Regions from separate parts of the Mus musculus genome. Here all the other regions are linked to region 1. The links are chromatin contacts, called in public Hi-C and promoter capture Hi-C maps. All regions are on one chromosome and are shown on one strand. Each heading gives the region's core, a stretch centred on a gene start, on an enhancer-like site or on the middle of the called end of the contact. The rest is flanking DNA. Distances are from core to core; before and after follow the strand shown.

Region 1 (5,688 bases), core at 2,100-4,599:
TAAATTCCCTGGAAGCAATGGGGTATAACTAAATGGCATCGATTCATTTATTATGTTCAGCAAAGTACGTCTGAGCAGCTACTCCAGCACTTGAGCCCCACTGGATTCAGCATAGTGGGCTTCTGGGGACATTAAAAGCCTCTGTGTTTCCCTGAACTTGGTCACCTACAAAAAAAAAAATCAGAATGAAAATTCTGCTCCAGGGGTTATAACTGTGTTGTTTAACATGATCTGGTTTCTTGAAATTCCATTGGTCATATGATTTTCCAGAGAAACTCCAGAGCCCTGTGACTATTAAATTGGTTGTCCAACCAACAGGACTTTGCATTCGTGAGCTGATAAGTCATAGTGACAAGCTGAGATTTGTCTGTGTGTAAGGTCGGTGACAGCTCCTAGGCAGCTTGCGTTAGCAGGGTCTCCGTCTACTTTGGGAAGAGTAATGTTAAACACTCAGAAATCTGAGATGCAAATGGATGGTGATTCGGGACCTCGATCCCTCACAGATGCTCTCCCCCCACAGCCCTTTCCCTTGGCCCTGAGTCGCCACCTGTGTTCTGTTAACCTCTGCTTCTGTATTGTGCTTACTGAGTTCAGACAGGTACCCAACAAACATGCACCCACTGTAACATACACATAAGGAGTGGTAACCATTATTCCTTATCAAATGCCTTCTATTTCCCAGACATCTTGCTAGATGGCTTGTATTTCACATCATTTTCCTTAATTTTCAAAAAAAAAATTCTAGAAAATAGATACTATTAATCCTGTGACCACACAGAGACCTAGAAGGTTGATGTCTTGCAACCTTCCATGAAGTCAGCTAGAATTCAACCCCACCTCTCTTGAGCCAAATATCCACATAGCAAGTAGTCTCTCTAGGGACCGGGATTTTCTCTGCTCAACGAGGTGCTTATACTCCGGGGTCTCCTGGATCTTCATTTTATTTGAAGTCTCTCTGCAAACTGGCCTTTGAAATTTCCAAGTTGTTCAGTGCAATGAGCTGAGAAGGGCTGTGCTTAAAAGAGATGAGTGAAGGTCGCAGTGGTGGTCACAAATACCTCCAGATGGCTTTTAGCCAAGCATCGAGGCAGATTTTGTAATTTAAGGAAAATCGACATGTGGCCCTTTCAGCATTTCTGAGTGTCCTCTGTCAGCTCAGCACTGTGACATTTGCTGTGTGGTGCCTGTGCACTGGACCCTGTCCACAGATAAGAACAGAGGCTGAGCCCCAGCCTAGGGGACATTCTCCAGAGGCCACCAAGAGAAGAAAAATTAGCTGAACTCAAGACTTCAGAGGCTTGAGCTTTTTGCTGTAGAGATGGTTCTGAGCATCCGAGTATCTCAGCATCTTCTCTGCATCCAGGTTATTGAATCCATACTTCATACCCAAGTCGTAGAAATGACATCCCCCAATGATGCTAACAATAGGTCATGGGCTTCCTCTGTCAGCAACAGAGAGAGTCTGGACTTTGTTCATTTACTGTAATCCTTCCCCTTCTCATTTCTGTTTCTCTTCTCGCCCAGTTCCCCTGGAGCAAAGCGGGGAAGCAGAACCATTTCCAAACACTAACAGTGTTAGTTCCGTGCTCAGAGAAAAGAGGCTTCCGAGTAATAACTTTACCCGTCCTTTAGTGCTGTGGGTCTTGGCTAGCCTTCAGGTGAGACCCCTAAAATGACCACCTTTGGACATGGGCATGCACAACCCAAAGCAGCAAACCACTAAAGGGAGTTTAGCTGCCCATGGGGAATTTGTAGCTACAGTCACCATCTCAGTGAGGACAGATATGAAGAGTCAGGCACAGAGAGTGACTAAATGTGATGATGAGTCTCTTCTGAGAAAATGGGAGGGTGTGTTTGCTCAAGGGAGGCTGTGTCTGCTGCTCTATGGGTCCATAGCCGATGCTCTAGAAGCATCGGGGAGACTCATCAGAACATTTGAACGATTCCAAAAGAAGCTTGCCACATGAATCAAGCAGAAGTGCCACACTGTAGGTCCTGGACAGAAAGTGCTTGCCCTATGACCAAGAGGACCTGAGTACAGCGCTCACTGGATAAAGACAGACACAGCATACTCTTGGAGCCCCAGGGCTGAGGACTTGGACACACAGTCCTTGGAGCTTGCTGCAGCTGGTCAAGTCAAGCTAGTTAGCGAGTTCCAGGATCAGTGCCTCAAAAGCTAAGGTAAAGAGTGATTTTGAAAATCACTCAAGGGCTGGAGAGATGGCTCAGTGGTTAAGAGCACTGACTACTCTTCCGAAGGTCCTGAGTTCAAATCCCAGCAACCACATGGTGGCTCACAACCATCTATAATAAGATCTGATGCCCTCTTCTGGTGTGTCTGAAGACAGCTACATTGTGTTCACATATAATAAATAAATCTTTAAAAAAAAAAAAAAAAAAAAAAAACACTCAAAGTTGGCTTATGGCCTCTGTATGCATGTACACAGGTTCATGCATTTCTATGCGTGCATGCCCATGAACCTATATATACACGCACACACACACACACACACACACACACACACACCTGACATACTCTAACGACTTTTGTCCCTAGGCTACGACCCATTTCCACTCCTCTGGCTCCAAACACCCATACAGAGTGATGTTCGCCATGCCCTGCTCACCCAAAGCTCCCTGTCTGTGGGGCAGATTGCCTCGCCACTAGACTGGAGGTGCTAAGACCACACAGCCCATCACAGACATTCGCCTTCCAGACCATCACAATTCCACCCCACCAGCTTTCTTCCATGACTGGCGCTGCCCACAGTGGACCCCGGGAGCTGATCATCTCTGGGCCCCCCTCTTCACTAGTTTTCTGTGAGACTTGGACACCAAACCCAAGCACACACCAGACTTCCCCCTTTCTCTTCCCACCTTGCTAAATTAGTTAGGACAGGATTGTTTATTCAAAACCAAAGTCCACCAAAATGGGAAGGAGCTTAGGAAGAAGCCCCCACCAGTGCGTAAAGAACATTTTTCCAAAGGGCTCCGGAGTCAGAGCAGGAGCGGGGTACAGGGTATGACATCATCCCTATGGTTGGTGGTCTCCTGGAGAAAGTCAGGGCATGCTGACGGGATAATAAGTCCACTATCGACCTGCGACCCCCTGAGGAAAGAAACACAAGTTCGGGGGTGGGGGGAGCCCCAGGTGGCGGCGTTTGAACCAGCAGTGAGACCACCATCAGATCCAGTCTTATCCACCTAGAAATGCGCTTGTATGGAAAAGCAAACAGGCCCGGGCCGTGCCCTTTGGACCTTTGGCAATTCTCCTTAAGCCAGCTCCTCCTATAAATGGAGCACTTTTCAAAGGGCCAGGCAGTCTCATCAGTGCCTGCAGTGGATCAAGTACCTGCCTGAGCTCCGCCTCCGAAGACCCTGTAGAGCAAGCAGCAGGGGCTAGGCCCGTGGCCAGGCCACAGCCAGGAAGCCACCCCACCATCCATCCGCCATGGGCCCACGAAAGCCTGCCCTGCGGACGCCGTTACTGCTGCTGTTCCTGCTACTGTTCTTGGACACCAGCGTCTGGGCTCGTGAGTTAGGGTGGAAGCCTGGGAGAAAGCCAGCGTGGGGACAGAGCGCTGGGCTGTGCTACAGACCACCAGTTACATCCTGGGGTAGAAACTGGTGGCAGGCTGGCTATTAGGTAGCTTGGGCTAGGTGAGAGGGAAGGCAGCCGCAGGGTCCTAGGGAGGGGGCGGGGGGTGATGAAAAAAACAAGATCTAGCAGGCTCCTGGGTTCCGGGTGAGGGCACTGTACAGGGGAGTTAGAAAGAAGGCTCTGGATAGCTCTAAGATAATTTAGGTTGTGAGGGCTCCCTCCTGTCAGGCCATGGAACCCACTGGAAAACACAAGAAAGCCAAGGTTCTCCTTTTCTCTTACAGAAGATGAAGTCCTGGAAAACTTAAGCTTCAGCTGTCCAAGTAAGGCATTTTTCACTGGCCGCCTTGGTACTTCTCACCCTGACGCTCCTCTCCATCCACCCTCCTGTGCCCCCGTTCCTCCCACGTAGAACCCGTTTGCTTGCTCGGATTAGGAAGCACTGCTCAGACCCCTGCAAGTGAAGACTTTGAGTCTCTGTGCACCCAGACTCCTCCAACAAAGGATCTCTGCTCTTTGTGTATTGCCTTTCTTGTCTGTACCAAGACTTGGTTCTGAAGTGGGGTAGCGATGAGACTGTGGGCACTGTAGAGAGACATTGCTGTGCTGTTTATCGATGACTAATCACTGATTCAGAGTATGTGAGGATGAAGAAATGCCGACTTTAACCTTTGTGCAGAACACCAGACCCCTCCACCCCTTCCTATTTACTCTACCCTAGGGGTCAGAGGATCAGGCTTTGCCGCAATACCCAGCTTCCTCCGCAGAGCGCTAGGATTGGCCTCTCCTCTGATGGGGCAGCATCTCCATCTGGTGGCCATATGGCAGTACTACATCCGGGTTCCTAACCAGTTATTTTTCTCACAATCAAAAAATTCCTGTCATGGACAGTGGAATCTGCCAGAAGTTTCTTTTTATGGAGGGGGTTTCTAGAAGTCAACCAGACAGCCTTAACAGCTAACTTTGTGTCCGGTACTTCATAGGTTCTAGTCACGATAGCATTTTCAAACTGAGAAAACACTTAGCCCTGTCCCTTTGATAACTTAAAATTTCAAAGGCTCATCACATGGATTTCTGCAGTTCCATTTAATCGATGCTTGGCCCTCCCTTTCGTGGAATCCCAAATGATTAAACACCATTCTCAGCCAAGATGGTGGCGATGTTAAGTCTATAGAGACCAATGGTGTGTAGTACAAAGTCAAGCACAACTAACTCGTGCTCAGTGACCTTTATCGCCTGTGCCACGGTCCCAATCTGCCTGGCAGCGGCTGCCTTTAGAGAGTTGTTTCATCTCCAGGGCTGACTTATTTCCTCTTCACTTTAGAAGATGCAACTCGATTCAAGCACCTCCGAAAGTACGTGTACAACTATGAAGCTGAAAGTTCCAGCGGTGTCCAGGGCACAGCTGACTCCAGAAGCGCCACCAAGATCAACTGTAAGGTACGGAGGACAAGGGCTGGAGAAACCTGCAGCTGAAGCCTAGCCTTGTTCCACCAGGAGCCCCTCATAGAACCTTCTAGCACTTCCCAGCACCTCAACTGACGATACCCCACTTGAATGAAGACTTCCAAATTTCCAGCCAAGTTTTCCTCCCATTAGCTTCCAAAGTGTAATTGGGGGGCATGGTCTAGGAAGCCAGCAGGATTGGCATGTAGATCTGACCATGAGAGAGATCCAGTGAGTACAGAAAAGAAGGTGGTCTTTGCAGGAGAACGCTGGGCATGCAACATTTATGGTGTCAAGCATAAAATGGAGAAACATTTAAATACCTGGTTTGTTCAAACGATAGGCTGCTTCTCAGGAGACTTGTTAGACACCTGTCTGTTCTCATAAAGCATAGCCAAGAGCTGCTATTGAGGTCTGTGTGGGAAGAGAAATCCATTTGCTAAGTTATCCTCTTCCCTCGTGGACCATAGTGCTGGTCTGTAGAGTTAAACGCAATGGGCATTGGCTACCTGTGGCCATTTAAGTTGAATAAATGCAACTTTTATTCTCACTGGCCATATTTCAATGTAGCCAACACACACCTGTGGCTCATGCTGCCGCATTAGGTCAGACAGCACAAACACGAGCTTCTCCATCTCACT
Region 2 (5,688 bases), core at 2,150-4,649, 2.9 Mb before region 1:
TCTTGGTGAGAACTCCAGGCAGGGGGCCTGGGTTAATGACAAGTGGTATCATGACCTCCCAGGATGACATATCTATTAGCAAACTCATTTCCTAAGTCCTAGAGAACAACACTGAACTGAGCTCTGTCCACATCAGCATCTCCCCCAGGCACGCACACACACCCCACTGCTTACTCAAGGGTACAGGTGAGGGGAGGAGCAAGAACAAATGCCCAATGGACATGTCAAGGCTACTAGGCTATGGTTAGAGAAACCAGCTAAGGCAGCGATAGGTACCTAAAAGCTGCGGTGAGGACAAGGACTGGCTGGCTTTGGCTCAGTGCCAGTCTGGATAGGCTGGCAAGTAGCTAGGCTTTTGTCCTGCTTAGACAGTGTGTCCCACTCATGTTGTTTGTATGATGGTATCCTATAGCTCATTTGTCTCAGCGGGAGGCACACTTCAGAAGAAAACATGGTCTTGTCGAGATCACAGCCTGGTGCCCTGCTGCACATCTACTTCTCTATCTGAGGTGGCACACCTCTGCACATACCCCTAGTGCCGCCCGAGGTGAGGGGAGCTGGGCAGGTGGGAGAGTTACCAGGTGAATCTAAAGCCACTTGAGTCTTGTGTCCTGGCCTTTGGGGATCCTAGATCAGCCTGCTTTGCATAGCTTTGGAATGTAACACACAATTTCTTATTTTTCCAGATCCCACATCTGGGAAGTGGATGCCACAAGTCTTTGGAAGGCTTCAGGACTTTGAAAGGTAAGATTCCCAAAGGCAGAGTCTGTTCCGTTCGTTGCACAGTAGGTGTTTAAGACTTCCCTGCTGACTGACAGGAGGAAGCGTTTACTTCATCTCACCATGCCTTAGCGCCTTCTTAGCTCTTCTTATTCATATAACCCGGGGAGGGCACCGTGTGGGCTGACTCTATTCTGGTATTTAGGAGAGAACAGATAGACCCCAGGGCTTGTGTCAGAGAGAGACAGCAGCACTCTCAACCCATTTAGCCTGGTTAGGATTTCTGTAACTGTGCCTCAGTAGAAAGTAGAACTCAGCTCAGAATTCAAGTATGATCTGCGTTAGCAAAGACCTGTTTCAGCAACCTTTCTGGATCCCTGTGATATCCACTCAGCCATCCCTGACACATCCCTGGGCTATGGTGGTTTGACTGAGAATTGGCCCCACAGGCTCACAGGGATTGGTACAATTGGGAGGTGTGGCCTTGTTGTTGGAGGAAGTGTGTCACTGGGCGTGGGCTTTGAGGTCTTAGATGCTTAAGCCAGGCCTAGTGTGTCTAATTCTCTTTCTGCAGATCCAGATGTAGAACTCTTAAGCTACTACTCCAACACCATGTCTACCTCTGTGGCACCATGCTTTGAAGCACGATGATAATGGACCAAGCCTCTGAAAGGATAAACCAGCCCCGATTAAATGCTCTCCTTTATAGGAGCTGCAATGGTCACGGAGTAGAAACCCTAAGACACTCCGTGCGTCTAGAGCAGAAGGAAGGTCCGCGATGTTAGGCTGCAGCAGGGCAAACTCAGCCTTGCTGACCTCACAGGTCATTCATTCTCAGTTCATGTCCGCCATGTTAGGCTGCAGCAGGGCACCAGGCTGTGATCTCGACAGCTCAGCCTTGCTGACCTCACAGGTCATTCATTCTCAGTTCATGTCCGCCATGTTAGGCTGCAGCAGGGCACCAGGCTGTGATCTCGACAGCTCAGCCTTGCTGACCTCACAGGTCATTCATTCTCAGTTCATGTTGGCTCAACAGTTTCCATGAAGAAAGCAGCCTTTACACACAGGAAATGACTTTCCAGAGGACCAGCTGGGTCCAGCTCTACCACCAGTCAGTTGCCCAGCCTCTGGGAAGGCCCATGCCTTTGTGGAAGTATCCATTGGAACTCGATTAACTCTATTAAGTGGCATTATGGATCCTCCTCTTTATTTTCTCTGGCTGGCTTAAATCCAGTTTTAAAGGGCAATTCTATTCTTGAATTATTTTAGTTTGATCCTTCACCTCTTCAGCTTTTCTGGGCTGTTGAGATTGGCTGCCTCCAGTTTCACAGCTGTTAAGTGATAAGGGACGTGGAGATAAGGTCCCTCCTCTGGAGGGGAGGGGAGGGGGGGAGGGAGGGAAGGGAGGGAAGGGAATGGGCCTGAGGTATGACTTGACCTTACCTACCTCTTGACCAAAGACAGACCACCTCCGAGGAATGCTGAGTGCCATGTGTCAACTTCTTAGCCATCCAGACCATCTTTGAGCAATGAGGCTACCTTACTTAGAATCTCAGGACCCCTGGGAAGGTAATTTGGGGGACTACTGTCAAGAGTTCAGACCAGTCCAAACCTTAGAAACCTTAAGAACAAAGAGCTGAATTTATATCTAGGGCCCACAACTTAAAATTCAAAGGTCTATGCCCCATAGAGAACAGGGCTTGACACAGCCTAGCCCTGGAGGCTGGCCTCCTGATTTAAAACCTGGGAGCATAGACAGCTGGAAGCAGTCTGGAGAATCTTTTCAGCCCCACGGTGCTATGGAGTTCCCTTCCTGCTTCCAGTTCTCTGACTGGCACCTGACAGTGTGCCGGGTATTAATTATGGTCAGAGCTTTTCAACGTGCAATAAAAAGCCTTTTAAAGCGTTCCGATGGGAGGTGATTAACTCTATTAAGTGGCATTATGGATCTTCCTATCTGTTGCTTTCATAAACATAGTTGTAGGCGGAATGTTTTATTATGGGCATAAAAATGTCCCGCATTACAATGCATAAGCACATATTGATGTTGTATTTCTTTACTGCGCTACCGCCCCAATCCCCAACCATTCTGAAAAGAAACTACATGTCTTAATAATTTATGCTCCAAGTTTTAACCAGGATTATCAATGGCAGCTTTTGAGCTTTCTCTTTTGGCAACACAATAGATCATAGTAAAAATGCACCGACAAGCGATGTGTCCGTTTGATTTTTTTCCACCTGAATCAGCAGCCCAAATTCCAGACACAGCAGTTTAGGGCAAGGCGCACGCTGAAGAATTTAAGTCTAAGCATTTAATCTGTTCTTTCCATAAATTTCTGCTGCTTGTGCTTTATAATGATTCTACCAGAGGAAGTTTATTTATATCGCAGATTCCCAGCATCAGCACATTGAGAACACAACGCAATCGCTCAGTCAATAGCTTACAGCCATGTATAATATCACTCCGGAAATCAAAAGCCCATTTGAAGAAGAGAAGACTCAGATTAAAGTCACTTTAAGACATCAATAACTTGGACTGGCTGAGGAGAAGATATAAATATCTGGCGTGCGCATATGCAAATAGGAACTCGAAGACGTGGGAACCTCCGGGTGGGACTTGCAGCACGTGAAGGCGGCGCCAGGGGCGGGGTGGGCGGTGCCTCACTGTCACCCAGGAAGGGCTAGGACACGCCTGTGCTGCAGAGTGCGCCTGCGCAATTCCTAGCTGCTGGTTTGGGCTGGGGCCCCAGGCTGCTAGAGGGCAGGGCTCTGGTGTGAAGAGCCCAATGAAGGAAAGAGGCCATCTAGAATGACACTTGCGTCATGCAACCTGGGTGTTCATCTGTATCCTGGCTTTAGAAGAGCCTGGCATAGGAGGCATGTTTTCTTCCTGTATCTCCTTTCGAGACTAGCCATTATCTTATCTCCTTCATATCTCAGGGTTAACCCTAAGGTCTGTAGGAAAAAGGAAGCTTCCAGAGAAAAGAACTTGTCTAAGCTCTCACAGCTAGTGAGCCACAGAACCAGGATCAAGCTGTACTTACAAAAAATTGAGCATTTAAACGACTGCCTTTTGCGGTTTCCTGGACACTCTCCTTAGAGGCATAGCAGGAGCAACAGCCCAGGAAAGTTTAGGGTTCATTTGAGTATACGAAGCTTGGAGTCTGTAGAGCACAGCAAAGGAAGGGGCTGTCACAGGGTGGCGGTGGGTTGGGGGGAGGTGGCTGGATCTAGGTAGTTTAGAGGCTTGGGGTAGGGCTGGCTGTTAGGACCCGCGGAATGGGGGTGGAGTCAGAGGAGAAGAGGATCTCTGGGAAGAGGCAAGGTAAGTCCTAAGGAGTCTGGAGCCAGCCAGGTCTGGTTAGGCTACCCTTGAGTTGCAGAGGGGGTGTTGGGTCTTCTGGAGGAAGGGAAGACACAGGGAGAGGCTTGTGGAATCCCAGGGACAATTGGTGAACCTATTGCCCGTGACCAGAAACAACCAAGGCCTTAGTGGCTTGCTTATCTTCTTCTCTACAGCCTCTAGGATTGCACCTTAGGAGAAGAAAGAACATTAGAACTTGGCTGTGTTCATGGTGTGGCTCAGCACTGGGCAGAGACCCGTGCAAAGGAGAATGCAAAAAGTACCTGGCCAAGCGGGAAAGGGAGGGCAGAGCGTTAGAATGAAGTTAGCGAAACGCACAGAAACGGAGGATCGCAACGATTTGAGGGTGACTTTTGCTCAGCTGCTTTAGCCTAGTGGCCCCCTCTGCTTCTGTGGGTAGCCCCGATCCCATCCCTCTGGGCATGCACAACTGCATTCAACAAGTGTTTACTGAGGACGGCTATGTGCCAACGCTGGGAATACAGCAAGGAACAAACAACTCTCACTGCAGGGTATCTGGTGACCCACAAAATGTGTCCCTTTTTTTTTCTAGGGCTGGGTAGCTCAGCTAGTTTAGGGGGGTGGGATAGTGATGCGGAGGGGGAGCGGGTGGTGTTTTCACTTAGGCATTGGCTGCATTTAGACCCTGAGATCTGGGCAGATGGCCTACAAGAACCTTGGGGCTCAGTGGCATACGGTTGCTCCTCCCTTCTCCCAGCAGCCAATGCTCCCCACTGAATTAAAGCTAGCAGGGCACTTGAACCCCCTGCTGGGTAAGATCTAGCTCTTCCTGGGAAATGGAATACACTGTCCCTTCCTCCAGTGTTCTAAGTCACAACCCAGCAGGTGCTTGGCAAAGCCGGCTAGGTCAGTAAGGAATGCAGTGGAGATCATGCACTATGTGCAGAGGCAGCCTGGCTAACTTGAGGTGCTCTCTAGAGGCGCTCTCTTGGCTGTATGGAACCTTCTATCAGAGCTTCTCTCATTGACTCAGAGTGGTAAGAGATGCTTGCATGGTGCCTCCAATTGGTTCCTGTCAACAGGGGCCTCAGCTGCCACCTGCCCTAGGGCACTAGTTGGAGTCACGGAGTTCTGGTGGCTCATAGTTGAGTGCTGGGGTGTGATTCTCTGGACATCTGTCCACTCCTGGCTATGTGAACCAGCTCTTGCTGATTCCACAAAGAATCTCCTCTGACTTCCCAGGCTTCTCTGAAAAGCACAGATGCGTATTTTCACAGCTTCCTATAGCGATTTCAGGGTGAAGCTGCAGGGGTTCTGAAATAGTAGGTGGGGAACTCTGAGGATGCCCTTATAATTCCCCATAGAGGGTAGGTAACCCCCCACTGGGTTGTGGGAGAACATCTGTGTCAGTCAGCAGGGATGAGGGGCATGTGGGCCAGGTGGAGTTGGGCAGAGTGATCTCGGGTAGCTTGGGTGTGATCTCATCACATGCCCCCAACTGGGGTACTCACAGATGACATACCAGTTCTCTTTCCAGGAGTCCCTCACAGGATGGAGAGAATGGGTGCCAGAGGGGCCAGGCCTGCCTTAGGCTGGCATCTGGCCTGGGGGTTCTGTGTGGGGATCAAGGAGGCTCCTGGAGG
Region 3 (5,688 bases), core at 1,082-3,581, 2.8 Mb before region 1:
CCTTCCCCCAGAGCTCCGATTAAACTCTGGAATATGGGGGACACGTAGGCTGCTAAGGACACAGCGCAGTTAGAATTCTGCCAGCAAACAGTCTAAAATATTCATGAAACACGGGACTGGGCCTGACGGTTAACACTGCGATGGGTTCCCTCCGATGGAGAGACAAATGGGCACCAGGCACTGTCATCTGTTCCTTTGATCTTTCCAGGTCCCACCAGGGAGCAGAGGGTGGGTGGGGGTGGGGCAGGGAGGCTAGGGGAGAGGGCAAGGGAGAGGTCACCATGCTTCTGTCTGCTTGTGAGAGACGGAGAGGAGGGGGGTTTCTTCAGGCTATGAGGTAAGGTCATGGATCCTTCCAGTCTCCCTCCATCAGTGGTTAGCGGACCCCCTGTCCCCACACACCACATGCTAACCTTTTTGAACACAGCATTGTTATATATACAAATCTCTCCAAACAGCAGAGCAGGAAAATGAAAATGGAGAGAGAGAGAGAGAGAGAGACAGAGACAGAGACAGAGAGAGAGAGAGAGAGAGAGAATTGGCCTTTGAAAGAGAAGAGGGGAGAGAAGCAAGGGACTGGCTCCTGATGGGTGGGCTTGGATTTCAGGAGCACCATTGGAGAGTCTCAGCACGATGAGAGGGAAGCGCCATGCAAAACTGCTGCCGTTTAACAGGGCGGCTAATTAAAAGGAGCGACATGAAAGGCCTTTTTCGTTCGAGTCTGAGTTTTACATCTTTCTGTGCAGGGAATCAAACATATGACAACAGGAGGACAAGGAGCTATAACCCCCAAACAAGAGTGGCCTCCAAATTAGTTGTCTGGTGTCTTTCTGTCCGGTGGATGTGGCTGAGGCTCATTGTTGCAGGGGCTGGGGTCACAGGGAGGAAAGAGACAGTGTGGTACCTATGGTACATGCACAGTGGAGTTTAGACTAAATGTAGCTCTCAACAGCCATTCTAGTCTCTGCCATATCATGGCAGTTTGCAAGGGCACACAGCTGACAGCTTGGAGAACCTTGCTAGTTCTGCGGAAGGGAGGCTCCCTGCTTAAACCCCTCCCTTCAAAAGAACAGAAGCCTCTATGTCAGTGATTCCCAAACTTCCTAATGCTGCAGCCCTTTAATACAGCTCCTCATGGTGTGGTGACCCCCAACCATAAAATCATTTTGTTGGTATTTCATAACTGTCATTTTGCTACTATTACTAGTACTTTAAGTAGAGTACACACTCTCCCTTAAATGTGTATGCTGAGGGAGAGATGTTCCTTCTGCTCACGTGGATTCGGGCACTGAGAGGAGCAGATGCCCCAAGCACAGGATTCTATTCCTCCTCATCACATTGGCTAAGTGACTATTTTCTGAGGTCAACCCATGATCAGTGAGTTGTGTGTGCGCGCGCCGTGCATGTGAGTGTGTGTGTGTGTGTGTGTGTGTGTGTGTGTGGCAAGCATGCATGTAGAGCTTGAAGTCAGTCTTTGGAGAGGTTTCGTGGTAGCCCCAAGAGTCTCTGGTCTCAGTTACTGATAGTTCAGGCATTACCATATAAGTTCTGGGGGTCAAACTCAGGTACTCGTGCATGTGGGGTAACCACTTTTTCCACTGAGCTGTCCCCTAAGCTGACTAATGCTTTTTGACAGCAACAACCCTTCTAATGAGGTAGGAGTTGGGGAACAGCTGCACTCTGGGGATAGAATTTCCTTTTTGGAGGAGGGGATAAAGACTGTTTGGAACTAGACAGCAGTAATGGTCGCCTAGGCCTGTGAAAGTTCTAAACATGCTGAATTACATACTTTCAGATGGTAAAATGTTATTTTACGTGTAGTTTAGCACAACTGAAAATAAACCCAAGGTTTCCTGAGGTCTCTGTCCGTGAAAGTTCTCCCTAACAGTCACTTTATGACTTCTCCCAGTAATCCCCAAGCCTGTGTTGTTGGGGGGGGGTGTCCCTAGAAAGGTCAGTTGTCCCCATCCTGTCCCACAAAGTTCTGTCTCTTAGCTGGCCCAAAGGTTGAAGGAGCCTGTGGGGCTTACATGTCAGTCCTTGCCTCCGAAGGCCACCAGGCAGGGCTCTCAGCAGCGTATCCTCTCGAGCTCTGCTTGGTCTAATTTTAAACTCTTTCCCATGGCAAAGCCACTCTGCCTCCCGAGTAGAGGCTGCGATTGCTTAGAAGTTCATTTCTGGGAGGGTGGCTGGTGGCTTGGCATTGTCTCCTTCCTGTCGCCCCTTGAAGCCTCCCAAATGCCGCCCCTCCCCCCCAGCACTTTGCTCTCTCTTACATATGGGCCCCTCCCCTTGGCTCGGGAGTTCACTAAGTCAAAAATCTGGGCAGGCAGACAGGCAGGGGTGGGGTTAGGAGTGAGGAGCTGGGGAGAAGAAAGGGAGGAGTGGAAGAGGCAGAGACCCGAGAACAAGGCTAGCTCCTTCCCTGGGGTTTGAACTTAGCTAGCTCCTCCTACCCCGGCCTTGAACTCCTTTGAGCCGCTCCCTTCCTGTGTCTGTGCACATGCTTAGCTTCACCTCATGCAGCCAGCAGCTTGCAGCCGGCAATCCATCTGTTAACACACTGGCCAGACCGGGGCTTGGTGGCATCGAAGTGACCCAGAAGTAGGTCTAATCCTCTCTTCTAAATGTGCTTAATACCATCGATAATCTTGTCACATAAATCTCCTGGTTAGCAGTGAGCTGCAGCTCTCACCACCAGGCTCCAAGAATCTTTCAGGATTCTGCTTCCTGCCATCTCTCTCCTTACGCCCGACTCATCTGCCATGTTGCCGAGCACGCGCTTGGGAGGACCGCCCTGACCTTTCCGGGCTCCTCTCCCACAGCAGCTGCTTGCCCACTAGGCCGACTAAGCCCAGTTATTCCCTCCTTCCTGAGCTTTGCTTGTGGACCTGCTTGGTATCTTTGGGACATGTATATTCCTGTCATGGTCATATTCTTTGTGGACTCTGGTACCAGGCTTAATTGTTTCAAAGGTTGGGAATAACCTTTTTGGTGATGGTAGTGTGTATATGTTGGTGTGTGTGTGTGTGTGTGTGTGTGTGTATTGTTGTGTGCATATGTGTTGGGGTGTATATTGGATGTGCATGTGTGCACACAAGTGCACATGAATGCATGCAGGGGCACATATATGTGTAAGCATGTATGTGCACGTCAGAAAGCTACCTCAGGTAGTCTTCCTCAAGCAACACCTACCTTGGTTTTGGAGACAGAAGGCCTCATTGGCCTGGATCTTGCCAGGTAGGTGAAGGTAGCTAGAACCTAAGCCCCAGAGATTGTTCTTCCTGTTTCTCATCTCTGGTGCTTAGGGTCATAGGTGTGTGCCACCATGGTTTCTTTTTCTTTTTTCTTTTTTTTTTTTAAATGTGGGTTCTGGGGTCTTAACTCCTCAGGTCCACACCCTTGCAAGGCAAATCCATTATTGACTGAAGCATGTCCCCAGTCCACTTTCTAGACAAATGCTCCTTTCTCATACTCTTATCTATCCCCTACCCTAGTAACTCCTCTGGCCTCGCTGCCCACAGTACACTGAAAGCCTTGATTCAGTTTGATCAGCTTGGAATTAATATCACAAAGACTTGGACAAACTTCACTGTCCATGTCTTCCCCCAAAGAAACTCAAGTCACTATATTACTTCCAGTCCTTACATTATTAGTGTGTACACCGAGAAGCGCCAATGCTATGTAAATGCAGGCCTCCTTATACCCAGGGCTTCTGCATTCTAACCCCTAGTGGGCAAAGCAGGTGTGTGTGCGAGTGGTGCCTTCCTTCAGGGCACTGTGCACAGCTCTGCTGGCGATCCCTGAGTGACTAAAGAACAAATACCCTTTGAGTGGTGATGACGGCTGCCCTACTATGGCACTGGGTTCAGCAGCAGCAGCTGAGTAAACAAGTCAACTGCAGTCTAATTCCATGCCCAGACTTCAGGGCCACTGGGTAAAGCCTCATCACAGATGCTAGAGGTCCACAGAAGTCTGCTTGGGATCCCACATGTTCTGTCACAGGCCCGTAAGCCTTGGCTGACATTTGGGTCCAGTTTCCTCTAGGCAGGTGTGTGGGTATGCCAAGGCTTTTGTCACCACAGAGGGCTCACTCTGGATCATGGACACACTTCCTGTGGTAACTGTGCAGTGAGCATCTGGAAACAGCCCACTGAGGGACAAACTCTAACAGGAGGAGTGTCACGTTCACAAATTCATCCCCCCTCCCCCCACATATATACATATTCATTCCAATGATATAGAGAAGCAGAGATGGTGACAAAGAGAATGTCCCTGTGAATGACCGTGGTAACAAGAAGTGAATGGTGAGTATTTGTAGTTTTTGTTTGGCCTGCCTGGTGTTTGATTTCAAGAACTTCCTTGGTGGCTCTCCCAATCTGAATGGGCATCAGAGACTAGCCATGTTCACTTTCTTTCTCCGATACAGCAAGAAATCCCACTGAGGGCTTGCTGTAAATGGAGGTCGTGAGGAAGTCTCACCTCTGACTCCCCACTCCGTACCCTTTTGCAGACTCTGTACACACAGAGGTGGTGTCCAAGCCCTCGGCATTTCCCGAGGGACACTGCTGTGGGTAGCGAGGGGTATTTGCTAGTGGTACTGATTTCTGTTTTAATTGCACTTTGGAAGGCTGCCAAACTGGAGTCCATATGTTCCAGAAGCAGGCACACAAGTCTGTAGGAAGCCAGTGAAAACGTTCTACATGGAGAGAAAGGTTGAAGGTGTTTCCTTTCCACACAGTGGTGGGAAGGCCTGCAGGACATCTGCTCTGAGCTTGAACTCACAGCCCACTCAGGAGGACCTTGGGCAATGAAGGAGCACAGACTGGGTACCACAAAGAGCAGAGGTTCGTTCTCTTATGGCTTTGGGACCAGAAGTCCAAAGTCAAGGAGTTGGCTAGGCTAGATTCCTGGAAGAATGCTCTCCTTCTATTCGCTTCTGATAACCCCCTGGATGTGTGATATGAAGTTCCTGGACTTTTGATGGCCCCACTCCAATCTTTGCCTCTGGCTTTACATGGCACCTTCCATCAGCTGCAAAATCAACCCATTTGTATTTTTTAAGAAAGCCTATCCTTGCATTAGTCCACACCCCAGCTCTAGCAGAAATATCTGAAAGTGGCCCTTTGATAGGTGATGGACAGTTCTTGGGGGCAGGGGGAGAGCAAGAGATCAAGAGAATGAGAGAGAGGGGAGGGCTTTCAAAGCTAAGAGGAAGATGGGCCTGACCACTGAGTCAGGTGAGCAGGGTAGGTGTACTAAGGTCACGGCTAAAGACCCTAAGTGTATAAAACTTGAGGGGATATTTAATCTACTACAACGCAGCCATTCCCTACATGGAGAGTAGCTACACTCTGCTTTGTCATTCATTCAAATATTAGAGAGAAGAGTCAAATCTCTTTGGGAGGGGCCTTGTACTTTTTCTGAGTGAGATCGGGCACTGAGAAACCTCAGGGAACTCACAAGTGAGGTGGGGACTTATGTAACATAGAGTGTAGACCTTCCTCCGTCAGCATGGCATTCCAAGAAGGTCCCCATGGTGGGAAACAACCCAGGTAGCTGACAAAGCTGTTGCCAGCCCACCAAACTCTCTCTCCATTCCCTGAACTGTAGGAACCTTGGGCCCTCTCACCTACTCTTAGCTCAGTGCTGGGGCTTAGAAATGTTAAATAACAATAATAATAATAA
Region 4 (5,688 bases), core at 1,548-4,047, 2.7 Mb before region 1:
CCTGATGCCAGCTGAGCCCTGTCTCTCAGCCCATGTGCCTACACAGCTGCACAGCCTTCTTCCCTCCCAACAAGAGTCCATCCCTCTGCAGTTGGTGGCCTGGCGCTGAGCCAACAATCTTCATTCTCTAAATGTTTCTCAGCTTGCGGAAGCCCTGCTCTGGCCCTTCTTCTCAAGTGTGGGTGACCCAGCCTTGTTCAGCCTGACACTCATATGCCAACCCACAGACCACAGGCCACTCGTGTCTCCAGGCTCCCCAACCTCTTCAAATTAAGAAAACACTATAGTCTTGCCACCTTGTGGTTGCTTTCCCCTTCCCGGCACTGAAACGGGATTGAATCTAATGCCTCTAAAATGCTTGGCGAGCACTCCACCCACCCACCGCTCAGCTACATCCTTAGTCTAGTCTTACTTTTTATTTTTATGATAGGGTCTTGCTAACACTGCCAGGCTGACTTTGAGTTCACTCTGTAGCCTAGACAAGCCTTGGATTTGCGACCCTCCTGACTCAATCAACCTCGCAAGCAGCTGGCTGCTCGGCTTCTGTGGCTCATTTTTTGAAGGCATTGTTTCAACCTCAAAAGAAAACAAATTTAGATTTGAGCGCCAGCATGAGCCCCCATCCACTCTTGGTGACAAGCATCTCATGAGGCCTATCGGTTGTGCCCTGGGTATGGGTGACAGGGAAAGGTGCAGAAGGGCTGTGGCCTGCCACTAGCTGCTGTCCCTGGTCTCTTAGCCTCCACTCTGCAAAGCTAAGCACCCTGCAAGCTGGAATGTTTCCCACACCTACCACTGAGCAACACTGCCTTTGTGCTCCAGGAAGCCAGTGTAGGAAGTTAATTGAGTTTCAAATTTGTTTCTTTTTTTAAATTTTATAATGCAATTAATCAAATTCAGTGTCTAAATTCAGTTCTCAAGTTCAGGCCGGGCAGCATGTGCCACACTGAACCTGGCATGGCCCAGTTTACGAAAGGTTAACTCTTCTTAATTTGGCCAAATTTGGCTGGTTCTTGTTGGTGGGATTCCATGGGGATAGGGGTAAAGGAAGGTGGATGACATTTCTGAGATGCACCCTCCATCGACAAGGGCAGTGGGGCCTTGTTGGCTTGGCTGAGGTGCCCTGCGGAGAAGTTCCCTGGTTGTCTTGGTGATATAGTTATTTAAAGACACATCTACGGGGCATGGGAGATACCCTGGACCCAGACATGAAACTAGATGGTGTAGCCTATGGACGAGGGACACACGAGAACACGTTTCTGAATTTTTTTAAAACCCCAAAGGATTTCCTTTGAAGACCTGTGTAGCAGAACCTACGACCATTTCTATAATGTGGAATCAGTTGCTGCTGAGCTGGAAATAAGTGAGATTTATGGGTGAAGAATGTCTCGGGTATCCAACCTGTAGCAGCCCCTCTCTACTGTCAACCATAGTCAATCTTGGTGTTTATTAAGTTGTAATAAGTGACTTAGGTTTCAGGGAAAGCTCCAGAACTGTTGGTGAGTGAGACCTTGCTGGTCCTAGAGCAGGTTGCACTAAAACAGCTCCTTTCACGAGGCTCTGAGAGCAGGCCCTTCCATTCATGCGGGTCATGGAATTCTAGGAGAAGTGACGAATACCCTTACCCAGCACTGTCTGACTGCAGGGCAAAACTCCAGACAGGGCACTCTGGCTAGCTTCGTTATCGTGCACGGAGCACGGACCGGCAGGAGGAAACAGGCCTGAGCTGGACACTGTTTGAAACATGACAAAACCTCAACATGTATCTCTTTGTTCAGAGGGTGGCCATATCTGGTCTCAGCTGTCTGGCATGTATGTGGCTCTTGTCCACCATGGCTTTGAAGTTTGTCAACACTGGTGAGGAGGAAGAGAAGGCTTCCAGCCAGTCTCCTGCCTCACTAGTAACAGTTCCGCTCCTCGAAGTCTCATGTAGCATCCTGATGTCAATCTGCGCTTTTCTCTGATTATTGTTTAATGTGTGTGTGTGTGTGTGTGTGTGCAGGTGTGGTGTGGGGCCAGCGTTGATTGTGAGTGCTTTCTTTAGTCACCTTTCAGGAGTTGCTGAATGATTGAATTTCACTGATTCTGTACAGTCTAGAGAGCCAGCTTGCTCCAGGAATCCCTTGTCTTCCATGCCTGCCTGGCTTTTACATGGGCTCTAGGATTTAAAGTCCAGTCCCGGCACTTGTAGGGAAGTGCCCTATTCAGTGAGCCACCACCCCTGCCTGCTTGACACTTCTGACAGTGAGCAGACCCCGTATAGCAATATTCCTTCTCTCAAGCTACACAGACAGTAAAACATTTTCCCCTACTTTTTGGCTCTGGCGTGGGGGACCCTTAACCAAGGCCTGTGCCCTTCCAGATGGAATGTGGGGTTCCAACTCTACACAGCTGCAGACCTCCTGCTCCTGAGTTCCTGAGAGGAGAAAAGCAGAGATGGGCAGGGTGAGAACCTTCCGTGGCCTCTGCTCTCAGCAGATTCAGAAACAGATGCTTAGAATTGGGTCCAGGTGGGGTGTAGGAGCTGGGCGAGGCAGGCCAGCAGGGCTGGATTTGAAGTAAGGGCATCTTAAGGTAATGGGAAATGTTTTTTTTTTTTTTTCTTCTTCTTCTTCATTCCGAGGCTTGCCAGCTTCCAACTTTCTGTTTACTGCATTGAAAAATATTCCACACGATGGAGGAACTATTTTCCAAAACAAAATGCTAGTATTCATCAGGAGGCGCGGGCTGTGCAGTGTGAACAATTCACTTTCGTTAAGTACCATATGGCCGCTGGTAGGAAAACGCTAACATGTTTCAACAGTACAGCTGGGGTAGGGCTCCTTTATTCACCGTGCAGATGGCTCTAATTGACATCTCTCCTAAAACAGGTCTCCAGCATTTCTGCAGGATCATTAGAGTAATTAGTTATTAAATACCATCACCACTTTTAGAGTGGGGGTCTGATCCTTGGCAACGCTCCACCGTGGTGGAACCGACAGAATGGCTGAGAGACCTGGGGTGGGGTGGGGGAAGGCTCGTGGTAGAGGCGTGCTAGCCCCTCGTTCTTCCTTCTGAAAGTCCTGGCCATTAGAGGACAAAAAGCCATGCAAATTCAAGGCTAGCCTTTGAGAGAATCTGGGCAACTGAACTACTGACTCCCTGATCACCCCCCTAGTTAACTCTATTTACTGGGGTTAGCAACTGCCCTCAGTGGTCCACTGGGGTGAGGCTATGAACTGCAGAGCAAAGGAAAAGAAGCATGGGGCTACCATTCTGTGGCTCAGCTGGCCTTGATGCTTGTCCAGGACTCAGAGATCCTCCCTTGCTACTATGGAGTGACAAACAGTGGCCTCACAGGACACAGAAATGCCTGAGATGCAGGCCCTGACACTGTGTTAGGTGTCAGTGGTAGTGTGCAAGTGATGGCCCCACTCAGGTTGTCTATGTCCCGACTGAAAGGTCATTTGCTCAAGGTTAGGGCCTGGACCAAGGGATCTCAATGAGCTGCAGAGGCAGGCTCAGAGTGGGAGGCTGCTCCAAGATGAGTGCTGGGATTTTGGGCTGGACATAAGCTGTTTCCCGAGTTCGGTCTCAGTGGTGAGTCGTGTATATCAGTTAACAGCCACAACATCCGCCCTTGCTCTCAACTGCTCATTCTCTCCATCACCTGAGGTACACTTGGGGTAGACAGACAGCTAAGGGAGGAGGAGAGGAATGTGAGGAGGACGGAATACTGCCATTTCTGAAGCTGAACGCAAAGGGTCCTTTGGGATGAAGATACTGCCATGACCCAATTCCCCTACCCATGCAGAACCCAACACACTTGGGTTCATACTCGGTTAACAGGCGACCCAAAGCTACAGTTTGAAGGTACTTGCTAACGGTTGGATGTTAGACATTTATGCCTCAGTGTGTTGGGAGGTGGAACCTACTGGGCTGTGTTTGGGTCATGAGGGCTTTGCTCTTAGGAGGAGATTAATGACATCATTGCTGCAGTGGACTAATCATTATTAGACAAAATGATGCCTTTCTGTTCTTCCAACTCCCTGTGAAAGCTCTCCTGCCCTTCTGCCTTGTGCCATAGGATGACACAGCATGAAGGTCCTCACCTGACACCTGGTACCTTGATACTAGAACTATGTATGTGTGTGTGTGTGCATGGACATGTGCGTGTGTGTGTGTGTGTGTATATATATATGTATAAAATAACACAATATACATATATGCATATATGTATGTACATGTATACATTTATATACATGCTTTCATGCTATCTATTATATACATACACACATACACACATATGCAATTATATAAAATATACATATATACATATATTATAAATATTACATACACATATATAAAACACACACACACACATATATACATATACATGTATATGTATATATATATCATATATCTAGTGTATATATAGCATTATAGCATCACAAGACAGAATAAGCCTGGTTTTGACCTCAAAAACATGTCTCTAGTGATAAGGGGTAGCCAAGGTTGGGCAGGAACCCATGGGGATCACTCCCACCGCAGAAGCTTTGAGAAGAGTCTCCAGTCATCACAAAGCATAGTCTTCCCTGATGCAGCCAACCTTCAGATCTGTGTTTCCCTATCTTGACCCCCATACAACACTCCATGCTGTCAGCCTCGCCAGGGTGGCCAGAGACAGCGCTGTGAACCAGGACAGTTCTGCACAACAGAAAGGTGGCCAGTGTGTGTGCACACCTTGAAGTTTCTTCAAAAAAGCACATACGTGTATCTAGAGGTGGATATGGATCCAGGAAATAGCCTTCCCTCTGAGCTCATTCCCCATTGATTGAAGGTTAATAGCGAGGCATTATTAGTTTAATTTCACAGTCTAATCAGTTTCCTGCTATATCGATTGAAAGACTTGGAGTAATTGTAATTGTGTGAGGCTGAAAGGCAGAGCTCTAGGCCGAAGGAGTAAAGCTGGTGGCTCTTTGGGCTCAGACGCGTTCGAGAAAGCTCCTGGCTTTTCTTGCACACAGCTCACCTGACATGGGTCATGCCACCCAGAGGCCACCTCCCCATAGACACAGTTCTCTTCCTAGTGAACCACAGAAGGGTGATGCATTTTCATGGGCCCACAGGAAGGACTACAGCCCTAAAAACAGACCCTTGGCCCAACAATACACCAAGTCCAAAGTCCCCTTCAACGCCATTCTGAGCCCCAAACTGGCCCAGGGCCTCGTTGCTAAACACCCTCTGTCAGCAGGGCCCCATCTGTGCGATAGAATTTTTTTTGTCACTTTTTCAAATCAGAATAGAAACAATTTTTAGTCTATAATTATCATTTCTTTTCTCAACAGACAAATGTTTCCTTTTAAATTGTAGGGCGGAAAAAAGCAAAGAACAACATTTTAAACCAAAAAGAAAGACTAAAATTAATTCCTTCTTTATAGAAAAATAAAATACAACAGCTCTAAGAAGCCAGGTTTTCTTTTTTCCAAAAGAGCAACAAAACGCAACAGTGTATTCATTATGGTTGGTTAATGTCCAGTTTTGAGAAGCAAGTCCCACAGGGACGGTGTTGGCACAGTCTGTAAACCACTGCTGGCTTCTGGTGTCTGGGTTTTTCTGGACCAATCACATAAAGCCCTCAGCATAGGGAACCAACTTAGATCTGAGATCCCAGGAGTCAGGTTTGAGGCATGAGGTCTACCTAATTCT
Region 5 (5,688 bases), core at 1,421-3,920, 2.1 Mb before region 1:
ATTGTTCTCACCAGCCATTCAGTCCTACATTTCCTACAGATAGGCTTATCATACCTTCCAATATGCCTCTGACTTAATACTAGCTCTTTTTCTGAGAAGTGGAATCTGGGTCTTTGACAGTCAAGCCAAATGGACAGCCATTCAGATTAAAAAAACCCTCTTTTGACTTCAGTTACCAGGACTGTGTTTTTAGTGTTTAGTTATCGCTCCTTTCCCCCAAGAGAATAAAGAATGCAAGGTAGCTGACTCTAAGGAGACCAATGGAAGACTGTTGTCTCTAGCCTTGAACTGTTGGGTAATCTCAGATGTACAGGGGGACCTTTATCCAAAGCAGTATCAAATTTCTGTATTTGATGTGTGTAATCACATCATTACAGACTTGTGCCTCCATGGCTTGTGTGGATGTGTCTTATGTGTTTCAGAAGTCATGTGCACCTCATTGCTGATAGAAGGTGAATCAAAGGAGGGGACCCAAGCGACCATCACTTCAGGTACTTTGGAACTGGGCATAGCATAAATGGAACAGAAGATAGCAAGACCACATGCCTACTCCATGGCTTGAGCTCTGGTGCTTCTCTTTCACAGGTCCTGTCCCTTTATCCCACATATCATGTTATACCAGCATCACTCACAGCCCACATTGTCATTATTCCCCTTCTCCCAGGTTTAGCTCAGGCCACCAAACCATAAACTATTACTTTAATATCTAAAATCAGTCGTCTCTTCTACTGTACTCTGAAAAATCTAATTTCAAATTAATGTGTTTTCATCTAATCTGGGGTGTCTGATATCTGTTGGTATACATAATGTCCTGGCTAGTTTTATGTCAATTTGGCACAGGCTAGTCATCAGAGAGAAGAGAGCCTCAGTTGAGAAAATGCCTCCTTAATATCCAGCTATAGGGCATTTTCTTAGTGATTAATGGGTAGAGCTCAGTCCATAGTGGGTGGTGCCATGTCTGGGCAGGTGGTTCTGAGTTCTATAAGAAAGCAGGCTGAGCAAGTCATATGGAGCAAGCCAGTAAGCAGCACTCTTCCATGGCCTCTGCATCAGCTCCTGCCTATAGGTTTCTGCCTTGCTTGAGTTCCTGCCCTCACTGCTTTTGACAATGAACTGTTGTATAGAGCTGTAAGTAAAAGAAAACTTTCCCCACAAGTTTATTTGGTTATATGTTTTATCACAGCAATAGTGACTTTAACTAAAACACTTAGTATGCAAAAGAAGTCAAGAAATAGAGGGGAAAGAGTCTGAGCTGTAAGTGTAGGCTTCAGAAATCACTTTGTGTTTCTAAGGAGACACTGATCAACATTCCTAAACCTGAAACAATTCTTCCTGACATCTTGTGAAATCCTTGGAATGATAGGAAGATGTTTAGATCACTTGCTTGGTTGGCTCTGAGAGGGATCAGGGTTTACCAGCTGAGCTCTCAGCTATGAAACAGGACAGACACATGGCTTTGATATATACATGTATACACACAACTACACAGACACATATGCACACACATGCACACATACAGAGAGACAGAGACATACACAGAGAAACAGAGACACACAGAGAGCCAGCCAAATAGACAGACAGACAGACACAGACACATACATGGGAAGGGGAGAGAGAGAGAGAGAGAGAGAGAGAGAGAGAGAGAGAGAGAGAAGACACATAAAACTGAGAAAGACAGGGACACAGGGGCAGAGGGGCAAAGGGGCAGAGGGACAGAGAGCAGGTACACTCAACTGCAAAGGAGCAAAAGGAGCGGAGAGAGCAGAGAGGAAAATGCTGTACCAATGGTGGGTGATAACTGATGTTTTCAGCTGGTGGATTTAAATTTTACATAAAGCAAAGCTTTAGGGGGAGAAATGTATGACAAGTAACATTCTGGCATCTCTTTGTTTCCCAAGGCTGGAGTGTTCAGTGAGCTGGACTAGCTAGGACAAAGCAGTCTCCTGTGACATCTGCTGTCTTCCCAAGGTGTGAGCCAGCAGAGCCCACCCCTCTGTGTAACTTATTTCATATCATCTACACTTTCCAATAAGCCCTTACTCTATTAGATTGCTTCCTGGAAGAGCCAAATATTAAAAATCACCGGTCAGTCGGTTTCTTTATTCTGTTAGTCACCAAACTGATTTTTTAAGCTCAGAACCAATAAAGCTGTGATGGTGAAGAACAGATATAGATTTCTCTTTCCCACACACTCATATATAATAATAATAAAACTTTATTAAACAAGAGACATGTTGTTTCAGGGAATTTTTCTTTCCCTTCTCTGGTGCCCTGAGGCTAAAATATACAATCTTATTAACTTCCTTGAAGAAATACTCCATTCCCTTGGTGCAAATGCTGAACATTCATCTTCTTGGACCTGGAAAATGAGACAGGATCTTGACAGGGAGGTGCGTGGGTCACGGGTCTACCCAGGGAAATCTCAAGAAGCCAGTGTGATTAGGAGGTTCTTTTGGAATCTGGGAAAAGCCCAAGAAGCCCTCTGGATTGGATGTTCCTCAGTGTCACTGGTGAAGGAAAAAGACAAAGCTTTTTAGAGTAGGTCAGCGTGGCATGGCACACTGGGTCTGAGGGAGATGGAGATGCCATTTAGTCTCCCGTCCAATCAACAGAAGAGGGGGTGGAGGCTAGAACAGCAGCTGCAGCTTTCCCAGAACTGCACAGAATCAATAGTGGCACAGGAAACAGAAGGCTGGCGCTCTGTTGTGAGCCACCTCCTTCTCTGAGTCCCACTCAACAGTGGCAGATTGATCTCAGATCCTGGAAATCCATCTGTGATGGTAATAACATGGGCTCCACATTCCTCAGGAGATCAGAAACCAGGCTGCCTCCTGCATGCCTGGCCCCAGCAAAAGCCAGTCATGCTACTCTTGAAGCAGGAGAGGCAGGCAGCATCTGTAAACATATGCTGAATGAAGAAATGAGCTATGAGATCTGGGGAAGAGTGAGATTGAATCACAACACCCAGGGTACAAACCCAGCCTAAAGAAACGTCAATAGCAGAATGGATGAAGTAAACACATTACATATACACAACGGAGTTTTATTTGGCTGTAATGAGAAAAAATGTGTCATTTACATGAAAGTGGGAGAATTGGAGATGATCATGTTAAGCGAATAAGATGGACTCAGAAAGGCAAGATTGCATGTTTTCTCTCATATATAAAATCTATATTTAAACAAATGCATATATATTAAACATGCACATATATATTTAACATATTATGCATTTGGCATGAAGATAGAGGGTCTATGAGAATGGAGGAATGGGTCTAACATGAAAAGGAGAAAGGGGCAAGGGGAGGTAAGGGAGAAGAGAAAGATAAAATGTGCCTTTACTCAGGAAGCAGGCTGACCTTGGTGCTCTCAACCTCTTTTCTAGAGTTAGAGCCTTGACAAAGCTAAAAACTGACGGTGTAAGCTGGCACCAAAGCTATTCTGAATGGTTACCTTTGGCTTACCACAAAAGACTGATTTGGCACAGGCAAAGGGCTAGGGTTACAACAGGGACAAGGGGGACAGAGGGACCAAGCTGGAGATGACAGCTGAGAGGCAGCGTGCAGGTCTCAGTTTCTGACCAGCCCTTGATAAAGGAGTAGACTTGCTTAGCAGGGGCCAGCCCACAGTTCTCTACACAGTTGCATGAGAACATTCCTCTGAAGTCAAGGACTGATCTAAGTTAGGTTATGTCTCCCTACATCCATGCTTTGAAGGCCGAATTCCCAACTGATGTTTGAAAACAACAGTTTTAAATGAGGTAATAAGATTAAATAGGAACATAAGGATGGGTCCTAGTTTTTAAGGACCTGTGTAAGACAGGAGACACCAGAGTGTTCTTAGCTCTCGTTCTGAAGATGCTACACAAGGAACAAGATGGGGGCTATGAGACAGCAGAAAGAAGAGCGTCAGTAGAAGTCAACCCTGCTCGTGCCTTGACCTTGGCCTCTGCATCCTCCAGAACTGTGCCTTTCTGTGGTTTGAATGACAAAAATCTTTGCTACTTCAGCTGATAGTCCTTGATGGTTAGCATATATGTTGCTGCAAGGGCTGGAGTCTCAAAAGAGAAACTTCTAGAAGAAGGTGGTGCCATGGCTGCCCCCTATTATTACTTGCTGTAATGTAAGGGAGCAGTAGTCTCTGCTTGGAGAGTCTCAGTAGCCATGGCCTCTTCCATCTGTAATATTCTACCTTTTATCCTCTACTGGGGCCCTAGAAATAAAACATATCGTTGTTCCTGTCGTTAGCTAGATTTTTCCTGGGGAAAATGGGAATGCATGGCATGAGCTCCGAAGGCCATGGCAGGTAGAAGTCTCTAGCCTAGATATACCATTGAAAATGGCAACAAACAGATTTGTCATGAAGGATGCTATAATATTTTTTATAGCAGAATGAGAGACCATTTAACAGTATATAAAGAAAGCAACATTGAACTAAATTTCAATAAGTAGTTATGTGCATTCCAGATTATTTAGTTAAAGGATGTCTTGCTTAGCGAATGCTAATGATGTAACTGTCAAATGCATATGATTTTCAAAAAAATGTCCTCCAGACATGTGTATTATACAGCTGATACTTGCAATACACAATAGTTACAATGCCCTGGGCACATTCTTATATTCTCTTTTTCTCTACTCATTAGAGCTATAGGTACCCTTTGTACATCCCTCTGCATCCACTCAGGAGGCATCATTCCAGCTCTGGATGTTGGATTCAGCTTCCACCCTGAGCCTCCCTGTCCACTAAGGTTTTCTGTAGATCCCATTTAAGATCAACCACCAACTGTTTTCTAGGCAATTACTGTGCACTTAGCTCTGTGTTTTGCTGAACAGTGAGATAGGAACTGAAAAGACCTCGAGGTTACTTCCAACTTGAGAGATGGGGGAGTTTGCATGGACATCTATCCTCTGGGAACACAGACTTTACTATCTCTGTGAAGCTTCCACAATTGTGGTCCTATTAATCCCATTTCCTCACAATCACAGATATAGACTCCATTACTTTTCGTTCTTTCTCTGAACATGTAGTCTATCTATAGAAAGGATCATGTGACAATAGAAAACAAATGAGAGAGGCATGTGTAGTCCAGTCTCAGCTCATAAAACCTTCATTTTTTTTTTCTTATTTTCTAGTAGTAGAAAAGGATGAACAAATATAAAATGCTGGGACCTTTGGAGATTATCGGATCCACTATGTATGTGGAGTTTGGATCTTTACTGACAGTGTGGAGCAGAGGCCCCTAGCAAGTAGCCACATGGGACTCAGATAAGAGTAAGAAAGAAACTTTCACCATATTAAATCAGAAAATTAAGGCTGATTTGTTCTGGTAATTAGCTTGAACAGATTAATACACTGCTGGACTTGGAAGTTGGAAATAAGAGCTCTTTGACCTCTAAATTGAAGGCACCCTGTGATAGAAAACTCAGGAGCATTCAAAGTTTAATTTTCTAATTTCATAGAGCCCTGGGTGCAAGCTGTGGTCAGTCCATTTGCAGAGAGCCCGCCTCTGATATGTGCTCTCTCTAACACCTCTGGGCTATGACGGCATCTGTGAGGAGAGCAGGAAGTCTATGAGCAAACCTCACTCATGATGTTCCCATGACGGAGGCCATTTTTTTAAAATGTAGGTGTTATTTCTTGATGTAGAGTATGAGTTGTGTTTTGTTTTGTTTTGTTTTCTTCTTATCTCAG

The links. Promoter capture Hi-C pulls out the DNA fragments that hold promoters and counts their contacts. Hi-C and Micro-C count contacts between places; a contact is called where the count stands out from the background.
Region 2: a promoter capture Hi-C map of embryonic stem cells shows a contact between it and region 1, with 8 times the contacts expected there. The contact joins the enhancer-like site here to the promoter of Apob in region 1. A contact is called at or near these places in 8 of 39 promoter capture datasets (3T3-L1-derived adipocytes, the C10 cell line, cranial neural crest and 5 more) and 4 of 484 Hi-C or Micro-C datasets (the N1E-115 cell line, cardiomyocytes, pre-hematopoietic stem cells and 1 more).
Region 3: a Hi-C map of stem cell-derived motor neurons shows a contact between it and region 1, with 4 times the contacts expected there. The contact joins the enhancer-like site here to the promoter of Apob in region 1. A contact is called at or near these places in 2 of 39 promoter capture datasets (cranial neural crest and embryonic stem cells), 1 of 484 Hi-C or Micro-C datasets (stem cell-derived motor neurons) and 1 of 115 datasets of contacts at active chromatin or transcription factors (embryonic stem cells).
Region 4: a promoter capture Hi-C map of second pharyngeal arch cranial neural crest shows a contact between it and region 1. The contact joins the enhancer-like site here to the promoter of Apob in region 1. A contact is called at or near these places in 6 of 39 promoter capture datasets (cranial neural crest, embryonic stem cells, frontonasal cranial neural crest and 3 more) and 2 of 115 datasets of contacts at active chromatin or transcription factors (astrocytes and embryonic stem cells).
Region 5: a contact with region 1 is called in a promoter capture Hi-C map of hippocampal neurons, with 4 times the contacts expected there. The contact joins the enhancer-like site here to the promoter of Apob in region 1. A contact is called at or near these places in 6 of 39 promoter capture datasets (the C10 cell line, cranial neural crest, embryonic stem cells and 3 more).

Annotation. Positions count from the first base shown.
Region 1 is chr12:7,974,328-7,980,015 of GRCm38.p6, forward strand. It overlaps Apob (apolipoprotein B), which reads left to right and starts at 3,350. Exons shown (of 29, transcript NM_009693.2): 1 at 3,350-3,533; 2 at 3,886-3,924; 3 at 4,926-5,041. The coding sequence starts at 3,452.
Region 2 is chr12:5,116,487-5,122,174 of GRCm38.p6, forward strand. The region is part of intron 5 of Klhl29 (kelch-like 29); the gene reads right to left. Among named protein-coding and RNA genes, the nearest start is that of Gm51980, 160 kb to the right of the region's middle. Within about 2 kb of position 3,400, at least 73 of the 459 cell types and tissues checked have an H3K27ac peak or open chromatin away from gene starts, as enhancers often do. A contact at or near this core is called in the N1E-115 cell line, where this site is marked.
Region 3 is chr12:5,189,745-5,195,432 of GRCm38.p6, forward strand. The region is part of intron 3 of Klhl29 (kelch-like 29); the gene reads right to left. Among named protein-coding and RNA genes, the nearest start is that of Gm51980, 90 kb to the right of the region's middle. Within about 2 kb of position 2,332, at least 76 of the 459 cell types and tissues checked have an H3K27ac peak or open chromatin away from gene starts, as enhancers often do. A contact at or near this core is called in stem cell-derived motor neurons, where this site is marked.
Region 4 is chr12:5,237,179-5,242,866 of GRCm38.p6, forward strand. The region is part of intron 2 of Klhl29 (kelch-like 29); the gene reads right to left. Among named protein-coding and RNA genes, the nearest start is that of Gm51980, 42 kb to the right of the region's middle. Within about 2 kb of position 2,798, at least 25 of the 459 cell types and tissues checked have an H3K27ac peak or open chromatin away from gene starts, as enhancers often do. A contact at or near this core is called in second pharyngeal arch cranial neural crest, where this site is marked.
Region 5 is chr12:5,853,916-5,859,603 of GRCm38.p6, forward strand. The region is part of intron 2 of Gm9548 (a long non-coding RNA gene); the gene reads left to right. Gm32442 (a long non-coding RNA gene) reads left to right here. Exons shown (of 3, transcript XR_001780544.1): 2 at 423-491; 3 at 1,899-2,232. Among named protein-coding and RNA genes, the nearest start is that of Gm46333, 9.0 kb to the left of the region's middle. Within about 2 kb of position 2,671, at least 16 of the 459 cell types and tissues checked have an H3K27ac peak or open chromatin away from gene starts, as enhancers often do. A contact at or near this core is called in hippocampal neurons, where this site is marked.